Linked DNA regions of Mus musculus: region 2 is linked to region 1. A link is a contact called in public Hi-C data. All regions are on one chromosome and are shown on one strand. The core of a region is the stretch at or near the end of the contact, and the rest is flanking DNA. Distances in the headings are between cores, read along the strand shown. Region 1 has its middle 160 kb from the start of Gm32461. Region 2 overlaps Gm32461 (predicted gene, 32461).

Region 1 (5,637 bases), core at 1,250-3,749:
ATTTCTAGAAAGCACAGTGTCAAAGCCAACTTCTGATTCCTCTTCCCATACCCTAGCATGCTATTGTGATCAATTCCTCTTCCCAATACCCTAGCATATTATTGTGATCAATTAAGTAGCTCCTCAAGAATGATCAACTTTTCAAATACAACCTGAACAAGAAAAGCAAAGGAACTTTGATAAAAATATGTATCTAACTACATGACGTTTCTAAAGATGTAGCCCTTCCAGATCACTATTGCATGGAGAAAAAAATGCCAATTTTCTTAGAATGAACTCTATGAACTTATATCATCCATACAGCAAAACACCCCTTCAATCGATGAGCTTGGAATCCACCAGGGACCTTACTTCACATTGGTTAAACTTCGAGAGCTTCCTTCATTCAATGTGTTGTGATCATAACTATTTTCCCCCAAATGATTCCCCCTCCCTTTCCACCTTATTTGGCACCTCCTTGTTTACCATCAAGGCCAACTTGATACCCGAAAATTCTTGGATGTTCGGTCTTCCATTGGAGAGTGGTCAATTTGTCAGTGGGTTATACTTATAGAGAAAACTGGCCTAACCTTTCCCAGCAACTAAGAATTACCAATAGATCCTCTGTTGCCTTGAGCCTTTGGAAGAGGTAATGGATATATGTTCTCTTTACAGATGGACATTCTGAATTCTCTTTTCTTCTGTACTTTGACCATTGTGGGTCTCTGTCTTGATTTTCTTCTACTAGAATTAGGAGTTTCTCCATTGTTGATTCAATAATGCCTTAATCTACTATTATAATGATAGGTCATTAATAGTTGTTTTAATACTATATCCGCTACCATAATGTTAGTAGAGTCATGCCTTCTCTCCTTGTATTTTATTAAAATATATTATTTGTTTACAATTTTATTGTAAATTCCACAAATGTATGCAATACATTTTGATCACACAAAATTGTTTTGTTAATACAAAGTTGTTGTGCATAAAACCCAGTATGGCATAAAATCCATCTTCTTATAGTCTTTACTGTATAGTCTTTCTCTCTTACACAATGTTCATTGGGCCTCTGAGTGGGTATAGACATCCCAGTTATGAATAATCCTTTAACCATCATTTATTTTCAGCACTCTGGCCAGTTATGGGTCTTTGCTGCTAATCATTACCCACTGAAAATACATCACCTTATCCAAAGATGATGGCAGCACTAATCTCTGGGAATAAACATAATTATTTAGAATGATATTTGGAGGGGAAAATCATGTCCACTTAGCACAAAAACAACAGCAGTTTTGTTTTGTTTTGTTTTGTTTTTTCTACTATAGACTATAAGCTCTTTAGCTTAGATAGAAATTTCCCCAGCTGCCTTTATAGCATCCTTTGGTACTATGATGGGCTAGCCAAAGAGGAAGAAATTTCCAGCTCAGATCCAGCCTGTGTTCTCTATATCCTATGACAAATGCACGTGATGTCTAGAACAAGAGGGTGTTAGTATGTGTTTCCAGTGATCAGCCACAACAGTAGCCATTGCTGGTATTGTCCTGAGGTTCTCTGGGGCTTCCCCATGCAAAACTTATAAACTTATAGTTTCAATAGTAAACTATGGCTTCAAAACTTTGGACTCAAGAAAAAGCCACAAGAAAACCTGACCCTTGGTAAGCTAATTACAACGTAATATTAAAAAGCAATATACCCTATATGGTTAGATGAATCTGGTATGCAGCACAGCTTAACAAACACTTCCTAACACATAACAAGTGAGTCAAACTTCCTTTTTATCCTTTGAAGTTATGTTCAAAGATCCTCCTTGTCTAGAGTCTCATTTTCTTTCTTCCTGAAGAACTAGCAATCTTTTAGGACTAACCTTACATTTCATTTTGTTTATAAGTTCACATTCCATTGCTAAATTCTGTTTTCTAATCTACTTCCATAACTATGTCATACAGCAGTTTCATCATGATGGAAGCATAATTGAAGCAATTAATATGATTGGCTGAACACCTACAATATGTCAAGAACTCTTCCAAATGACCTATGTCCAGTGCTTCACTGAATTTTCACAATCACTCCATTTTAGTTGTTCACAGTTAACTCAGAGAACTTAAGTGTTATACCAGATTTACTCATTTAGCACATGGCCAACACAATTTTTCATCCAAATGCTTCCTGGGTCCAAATCTTTAAAAATAATTCTAGGACACCTTCATTCTAGTTGTTTGAATTCCGTTTCTTACCATATAATACTACATTTCTATATTTGGAAAACTTTCAGATTGTTTTAACTCCAGAATCTGCATTTTTCATGTTTTTGAAATAGCTTTTTGTAACCTTGAAGATGAGTCTTTTATATTTGCCAAAAGTGTTTGCAAACATCAAATATAACATGAGACAAAGCATTACTGTTCTGCACCTTTAATAGCAACCAGACATTTCCCCAGACTACCTTAAATGTTGAAGTTACAGAACTGGTCATGATTAATGTAATAAGCAGCCAAGATGGTTTACTTTATGATCTCTGCATGACATCTAGTGGTTGGAGTTGGAATATTTACGGAAATGATCTTGTGCCAGAAAGTCCATGTTAGTTGAGAGTCCTCAGTCTCAACATAAAAGGAAGAGTGACACACAGCTCTCTCACTTCTGAAGTCTGGAAAGAGGGAACTCTTGATCATTTATATTTCTCACTCCATGTGTCAGAGCACAGCAATCTGTCTTTGTGTTAAGCAATCGCTGCTCACTGGGGCTTGTGAAACTTTATTTGCCTGTAGTTAGTACTCACTTCTGATGGCTGTGACTCTGGTAATCATTATCACATGCAAAAATGAACAAATCCTTTTGGTTCTGTTTCTTCGACTCTGTGCCACAACAAACCCTCTGTGGCTACAAAGAAGCTTTATATAACCTGCATGCACACAATAACATCACTGGCTTTATTGTTTTAGATTTTTAAAAAAGTGTTATGTACATCTGTTTTGATCTTTCTAAAATGTTATAAACAAGCAATTTCTAGATTTTGAGTCATAAGCATGCCCTTTGTTTTTCATCCTCTGATATAAGATTTGGAAAGAGCTTCCAGTAACTTTGAGTCAGCTTACATGACTGACAATACAAAGTGGCACATGACATGCTTGTGTCCAAGTGATTGGCACACCAGAGCTGGGAGAAGCAGGCAAGGACCTGAAGTCCAACAGTCAAAGACAAGGTCCCAGAGAATGAGTGACTGGAAACAAGCTGTTGCCCTTGAACCTGTGTTCCTACAGAGGGATCTGAGGCTGCCCATCACACCATCTTCTAGTTCCTTCGTCCATAAAACAGAATGTCATTTACCTCAGTTTCATGTGATGAAAACCACCCTAGCATGTGTAAAATTAAGAGTCATTCTAATTAGAAATAGAGAAAGAAGTATTCAGATCAAAAACTGTCCCTGGGTATTCACAAATGGATGCAGGCCAACAGAGAAAATACGTGACAACCAGAGCAGAGAAAATACGTCACAACATGCCGCAGAGAATCTGAAAAGCACTCATAGGTGTTTTCTGTGAAGTCTGGAAATTATCATAAACACTACTTTTTAGAATTTTTCCATCAGAGTTTTTATCTAGAGTTTTGAAAACATTGTTTATGTAATATGTGTGACCTAGTGAATATATATATATATATATATATATATATATATATATATATATATATATATATATGTATATACACACTATCTGTTTGCAGGAGTCTTTGAGGGGAGAGGGGAACCTTGGATCCTCTAGAGTCAGAGTTGGCATAGGTGCTAGGTACCAAATCCAACTGGGTCCTCTGCAGGCGTTTAAGTGCTCATAAGTTCTGAGCCATCTCTCCAGTCCCCTAACTGAGCTTGGAAGTTCATGTGATTTATTATCCTTATTTTCTTTGTGATTGTATGTGGAGCACATGCCTTAACACACACGAAGAGGTCAGAGGACAGCTTGTTGAGTTGGGTCTCTCTTCTTCCCACCCTGTGAGCCCCTGGCATCAAAGTCAAGTTATCAGTCTTGGCAGCAAGAACCATCTCACTATGCCTAAACACCATCTTTTAATGTTCTGTTATTCCTAAATATTCTTTTTTACTGTGACATAAGCAAAATTATGCATTATGTTTCTCAAATTCAGGGTTTTTTTCACTATAAACAAAAACCAACACTATGATAGTACTAGAAACATGTTAACTTTGCAATGGGAAACATATATACAATAATTATTTAGTACTTCAAAGTCTATTGCTAGAGATTATGGTATCAGCAAACATGAAATTCACCTCTGGGATAAAGAGTAAAAGAAGCAATCCCTCTGCAGAGGCTCAAAGAAGACTTTTGTTGAAGAGGTGAGTTTCCCATGCATGGTCTTTGAAGTGGGTTCTTGTTAAATCTAGGGACCTCGTGATGAATGAACTAGAAGAGAGACTGCTGACAGATCAGAATACTACAGTGGTGGTTTTGTCCTTTGGTTTGAGAAAGTTGATGATTATTAAGCTCCCTGCCTAACAGGCTTTGTTCCTAACCCAAGATTCTCCACCCTAAAGAGACAAATAGTAAAGGCATTTGAGGTTGCCACTTAAATAGACTCTCTCCTAGCCTTCCATGTGTGGTGCTTTTTTTTTTTTTTACCCCGATAATGTATATTTTAGTCACTGAAATTACTTATGGGAATGGATCTGGTGTTTCTGCAGGTTTGAACATAAAAGAATAGACAGGCAAACAGATGGAATCACATATGGGTGTTCATGGATCCGATTCAGGAGGGCTCAACTTTTGCCTTCTTGGGATTATTTAGTTTTAAAAGGCAGTCTCTGCCTGCCTCTCTGTTATTTATCAGCATGAGATAGCTGACCGATTTAAGTGCTGATCTTAAGCAAGGTTGGCACGTCCACCCTTGATATTTAACAGACCTGAACTGAACAAAGCACACACAGTTTGACTCATTTTAAATACTTGGTCACTTTTTAACTCCATGTAAACTCTTTGGTTAAACCTTATTTCAAACGGTGAAATAATCATAGCCTTCATGCGCTGTCTGGTTTAGGACAGGTTTTTTTTTTCCCCTGATGGGATGGAGTGATGGCTTTGTGGTTAAGAACTCTGGCTACTCTTCCAGATGACTTCAGTTCAATCCCTAGCACCTACAAGTTAATAAACAACTATCCGTAACTCCAGTCTCAGATGATCCAGTGTCCTCTTCTTGCCTTCAGAGGCACATATGTAGGCTAAACGCACATCACTCACAAATAAATAAATAAATAAATAAATAAATAAATAAATAAAATCTTGAAAAGCATACAGATTACTCTAAGAGTGAAACACATCTGCGATTAATGAATTATCCACTTAGTTGAAATGTGTAATGTAATCTTAAATTTAAGCTAATTATGCAATTATAGAATGTGGACTTGGTCTCTATGCTTCTTGAAAATTTTATCACTTCTTCCTTTCTTTGATTGCTACTTTGTAAAAACTCTTCATTCTCTTCAGTAGCTAGGAAGAGATTTGTAAGCATCCAGTAGCAGCTAACTGCGAGCAATGCCATCAACCTTTGTAGCTTCCTAATCTTTAAAATTAGCTGTCGCTGGGCGGTGGTGGCGCACTCCTTTAATCCCAGCAGTTGGGAGGCAGAGGCAGGTGGATTTCTGAGTTC
Region 2 (5,637 bases), core at 1,119-3,618, 150 kb after region 1:
TACTATCCTTTGTAGGGCTGGATTTGTAGAAAGACATTGAATAAATTTGGGTTTGTCATGGAATATCTTGGTTTCTCCATTTATGGTAATTGAGATTTTTGCTGGGTATAGTAGTCTGTGCTGGCATTTATTTTCTCTTAGGGTTTGTATGACATCTGTCCAGGATCATCTGGCTTTCATAGTCTCTGATGATAAGTCTGGTGTAATTCTAATAGGTCTGCCTTTATATGTTACTTTACCTTTGTTCCTGACTGCTTTTTAATAGACTTTATTGAATTATTTGGTATTTTGATTATGTGACAGGAGGGATTTCTTTTCTGGTCCAGCCTATTTGGATTTTTATAGGCTTCTTGTTTGTTCATGGGCATCTCTCTAAGTTAGGGAAGTTTTCATGTATAATTTTGCTGAAGATATTTACTGGCCCTTTAATATGGGAATCTTCCCTCTCTTCTATACTTATTATCCTTATATTTGGTCTTCTCATTGTGTCCTGGATTTCCTGGATGTTTCTGGTTAGGAGCCTTTTGCATTTTGCATTTTCTTTGACTGTTGTGTCAATGTTTTCTAAGGTATCTTCTGCCCCTGATACTCTCTCTCTTCTATATCTTATACTCTGTTGGTGATGCTTGCATCTATGACTCCTGATCTCTTTCCTAGATTTTCTAACTCCAAGGTTGTCTCCCTTTGTGATTTCTTTGTTTCTCTTTCCATTTTTACATCTTGGATGGTTTTGTTCATTTCCTTCCCCTGTTTTCCTGTAATTCTTTAAAAGGGTTTTTTATGTTTCTTCTTTAAGAGCTTCTAGCTGTTTATCTGTGTTCTCTGTATTTATTTAAGGGAGTTATTTATGTCCTTCTTAAAGTCCTCCATCATCCTCATGAGATGTGACTTCAGATCAGAACCGAATCTTGCTGTTCTAGTGTGATAGTGGATCCAGGACTTGCTATGGTGGGAGAATTGGATTCTGATGATGCCAAGTAACCTTGGTTTCTGTTGCTTCTGTTATTATGCTTGCTTCCTGCCATCTGACTATCTCTAGTGCTCCCTGCCCTTGTTATATCTGACTGAAGCCTTTCCTTCCTGTAATTCTGGTTGAGTCAGAACTCCTCAGAGTCTAGCTGTGACTGTGATCCTGAGATTCTGGGTGTATCAGAGTTCCTGGGAGTCAAGCTGCCTCTGAGACCCTGAGATCCTGGTGTGACCAAGCTCCTGGGATCCTGGGATGCTGGTATCCTAAGGTCCTGGTCATGATAGGGCACCTGGTAATGGAGCCTCCTCTAGGGCTATGGGACTGGCCTCTACCAAGTTAGTGCCCAAGGTAGACTGGCACAACCAGAAGGAACTTGAGCCACTGGTCGGAAGTCGTTCCTGCATCCCTGGATCCTGCTGGTCCCAATTACTCAGATAACAGATAACTGGAACAGATGTTGTGTTCTACTCCCTTGATATTAACTTTTAAAGCAACATTATACTGAGTCTGTGTGATGGCTATTATTAAAAACTCCTGTGCAGGCTTACATTGAAAAATGGCAAGTGGAATAGAAATAAATACAAAAATGTACATTAAAAAATGAATTAAAAAACCATAATGCTGCAGTCAAAACTTGCTGAAAGAGATATAGAGATTAGTTCCATTAGGAGAGCCTTCCTCTGCTTCACTGTAATATAAAGAAAGGTACCCTCAGGCAAAGACTCACCCAGCTAAACTTCTATCTTATAAAAGAGCCAAAGATATTTTCTGCTCTTAAGAGAGTAACTATGTGATAAAGTGTGTAGAGCATAGCTTACAGAAAGCAGAATAATTAAACACAGAGACTTTTTCCTTCTAGGGAAGGAAATGAGACCTTTATACCCAGAAGGCTGGAGTGGATGTTGTCTAACAACCTGGTGATCTTTTGCTCTTTTATGGAGCCAGCCTTCACCTGAATCCCTCCCAAATCCTGAACATTGTTTAGGCCCTGATCCTGAGCTTTGTTGGGCAATGGAACCCATTATTATAAAAAGAGGTGCCATAAATTTGGCATTCTCGGTCAATAGAACCCATCTTTCTGCTTACTAGAAATTCTTTTTCATTAGGCCCTTCCCTGAACATTGTTCTCTCTGTTAATAAAAACTCAACTCTTATGGTAAATGTCACAATTGTTTTGCTAAAAAGGTGTAGATTGCAAAGGAGATTCACTGTAGTCATACATAAAGTTTGCTATGATAATTTTCAAGTGGAAACTTTTCTCTAAAGTTTTAAACTGTGTTCAAATGTTAAGAAAAATAAACCAGTTGGTCAGACTCCAGAAGTTTTTGACCTAGCGTGGGCTGAAGTCATACTGACCAGAGCTTCATTTCTTAACCTCACCAGGATCATTTTCTCTGCTGGCTGTGTCACTTGCAGGGAACGCTGCAAGAAAGCTGGTGCTAATGTGATTCAAGGGGGTTAGGGTGTACCCCTAGCTGACAGCCAAATTTGGCAGTCCTATTTAAATTATGATAGTTTAATAGACATGAAAGATCTGAGGAAACGGGTTTTTAAATCCTCCTCTGTTGCTTTAGAGAACCACAAACACCATTTATGAAGCTGTGAATGTGAAGCCTAGGGTGCAGTAAAGGTGCCAAGATATAGAAAATGGCAGAACCATGGGATAGAAGCCAAGGAGAACAGGGTACAGGGAATGGTACCAGCCCAAGAGACACATGTTACAGTGTTACAGACAACAAAGCTGTAAAGTAAAGGCCATCTATGCTCTTTGACAAGATTTGGTGTCTTCACTGCTGGGTTTTAAGCTTGATTTGGTTCCGTATTTTCTCATTATGCTCTGATGGTGAAATGAGCCAATTCAAGCCAGGTTAGAATATATTAAATGCAGTTGTTTGGAGGAGTGGCTCTCAGGTAGGTGAGTTCAATGGCCCCAAGGATAAGGCCAGGGATGTCACCATGGGTTGAGAGGAGAAAGAAAGTGTATGCACTCAGCACACTTAGGCAGAGGAGAGAGAGAAAGAGAGAGAGAGAGAGAGAGAGAGAGAAAGAAGAGAAACAGCAGGGTGTCAAAATGTCTGGATGATATAGGGCAGAGCCTCTGTGGGAAGGACACCCCTGCCTCTGGACTGGGAAGTTCAGGATTGGGGGCAGAGTATGCCAAGAAGGGACTGCAGGATGCTGGGAGAACATGGAGGTCAGGTCTGTTTTGGTATGTAAAGTATGCACCTCTGCCCCTTGTTCTGGATTCTGAAACCAAAAGCTGTATTCCTTCCTTTAGGAATAGTGGAGAGAGAGAGAGAGAGAGAGAGAGAGAGAGAGAGAGAGAGAATATATAATAGTATATACTACCATACACGCACACAATGTGCGTGTGTGTGTGTGTGTGTGTGTGTGTTTTGTGCCATTATATGTTGGAAGAATGTAATTTGCTTTTGCATTTTAAAGAATCTTTTAATTAAGAGAGTTCCTTGAGTCTCACAAGAGACGTTGGACTTCAGATTTTTAAATATGAAAGGCTATGAAGACTTTAGCATTTGGACTTTCTTAATCATCATATGGCCTGAAAACTATGAGGTCCGGGTTCATAAAATGTGGTTTGAATGAGAAAGGTCCCCATGGTCTCAGGAATTTGAACAGTTCATCCACAGCAGATGGCACTGTTTAGAGAGCTTTAGGTGATGTAGCACTGCTGTAGGAAGTATGTCCTTGGAGATCATCTTTAAGAACCATGCCTACCAACAATTTTCATGGTTTCTGCTCCATTAGAGACTCTAAGCCTCTGGAATCCTAATCAAAATAAACTCATCATCATGGTATTCTATCACAATAACAGTAAGTAACACTAAGATAACACCCAAGATGAGAAATGACGCAGCTTAATAAAAATCTAAATGAAAAGGAACTTTTACGAGAGATTCCAATGAAATCAGGAGGGTTGTTTGAGAATGTATGAAACAACCCCAGACCTTCAAATCCTGGAAAATCTAGAAAAAATAGGAAAAGTCTTAGAAACATATGACATACAAAAATTGAAACAGGAGGATATAAGTAAAAATGATCACCAATTCTTCAGCTCTTACCTCTAGGTACCTGCCTTGAGTTCCTTCCCTGCCTTTCCTGGATGATGGTTTACAAGCTGTAAGATGACACACACCCTTCTCTCCTAGTTGCTTTTGGGATGGTGTTTTATCACAGCAAAGGAAACTGCTGCAAATGAGACAGGTGGAGAGGAGGAAAGGCATCATCCTTCATGCATTCTTCCATTCCTTCCCTCAAACCTCATCTCTTCCGAAACTCTGTTGTGTCTACCTACAAGACTGAATCAATAAGCTCTACAGTGGCAACAAATGAATAGATCTCAGATTAAGCCACTTAAACAACCCCAGTAGAAGTATTGGAAAGCCATTCTTCATTGTCTGTTGTTTATCAATCACTGCTGCCCTGTTACTCAAACTCTATTAAAGGCTTTGATGCTACATGTGCCTATTATATCACAGCACTATTGGAGATATTGAAATATATTAAAGTTTTAATTTGGCATTACTTAATGTCCCTAATGTCAAAAGAATTTTAAGTAGAAATGTATTAATTTACATATATGTGTATATATACATACATATATATATGTATATATATTTCTATCAAAGGTATTTCTTCAAGTCAACCTGTGTCAGCTAAGTTGTATATGGTTTTCTTAACTTATATACTTCATACGAATTATAATTGTTAAAGAAGATCTGATTATTAGAATTTTACATAGAAAAATAATACAATCCATCATTGTACTCAAAATATTCACCTAATATAAATTTGGGGTTTTATAATGTTAAGTACTGTAAGAATAAAAGGATATTATTAAATAAAATTGTACATAAAAGAAGTTAATACTCTGCTATTCTAAATTTCAATGGTTGTGTGTTATGCAACGATACTTTAATTGATTATATAAAACATTTTCCTGAGAAATTATTACAATAAGATATTTTCTTCAGAAGTGCTTGTTCCTAGATTTTCTAATCTTTTACAAGATAAATATAATAATTTATTCTATAAAGATTCTAGGACAGTTCAGCTCTTACATAACCAAGCCTGAAAAGTAATTATTATTGAATTACTAATAATTATTAATTATTATTAAGAGGATCAAATGTCTTCTGAATTTTCAAAATTCTCTAGGCAGTGCAGTAAATGTGTACTAAGGAAAGACTGGGAAGGTAAGATGTTACTTAATATGTCCGAATAAAAAGAAAATTTGATGTATAACAGCACTCTGTTCTTTGAGAACTGCTCCTAATGCATGTTATGTTCTAGTTGCTAGTTTCCTCTCTCTTTTACTCACACTTGAAAGGTAAAACTGATTAACAATCCATAGGGCATGCTGTTGCGTGTGAGCATGCTTATGGATGCATGAACACACTGGCACAAGTGATGGGTGCTAAAATGTATTTTTAGCTCTTACATCAGTTCTTTCTTTAGTTCTGACTTCAGATATGAAGGTGTAAACAAATAAAAAAATTGATTCACAGCTCTCAGACCAGAATGATATTTATATTTTTTGCATGCTACTACTGCAGTGTCTCTGCACAAAACGCCTTTTTATGCTTACAATATTAAAATGGAGAAAAAGTAACCATACTTTTGTTACCAGCTGCATTAGAAAAAATAAA

What was found. A called contact is a pair of places that touch in the nucleus more often than the background predicts.
Region 2: a Hi-C map of uterus shows a contact between it and region 1, with 5 times the contacts expected there. The contact joins two enhancer-like sites. A contact is called at or near these places in 5 of 484 Hi-C or Micro-C datasets (the AML12 cell line, the Patski cell line, nephron progenitors and 2 more) and 1 of 115 datasets of contacts at active chromatin or transcription factors (kidney).

What each region holds. Positions count from the first base shown.
Region 1 is chr16:86,642,517-86,648,153 of GRCm38.p6, forward strand. No RefSeq gene overlaps it. Among named protein-coding and RNA genes, the nearest start is that of Gm32461, 160 kb to the right of the region's middle. Within about 2 kb of position 2,500, at least 52 of the 459 cell types and tissues checked have an H3K27ac peak or open chromatin away from gene starts, as enhancers often do. A contact at or near this core is called in uterus, where this site is marked.
Region 2 is chr16:86,794,958-86,800,594 of GRCm38.p6, forward strand. It overlaps Gm32461 (predicted gene, 32461), which reads right to left. Exons shown (of 6, transcript NR_153789.1): 4 at 4,051-4,177. Among named protein-coding and RNA genes, the nearest start is that of Gm32461, 8.7 kb to the right of the region's middle. Within about 2 kb of position 2,369, at least 6 of the 459 cell types and tissues checked have an H3K27ac peak or open chromatin away from gene starts, as enhancers often do. A contact at or near this core is called in uterus, where this site is marked.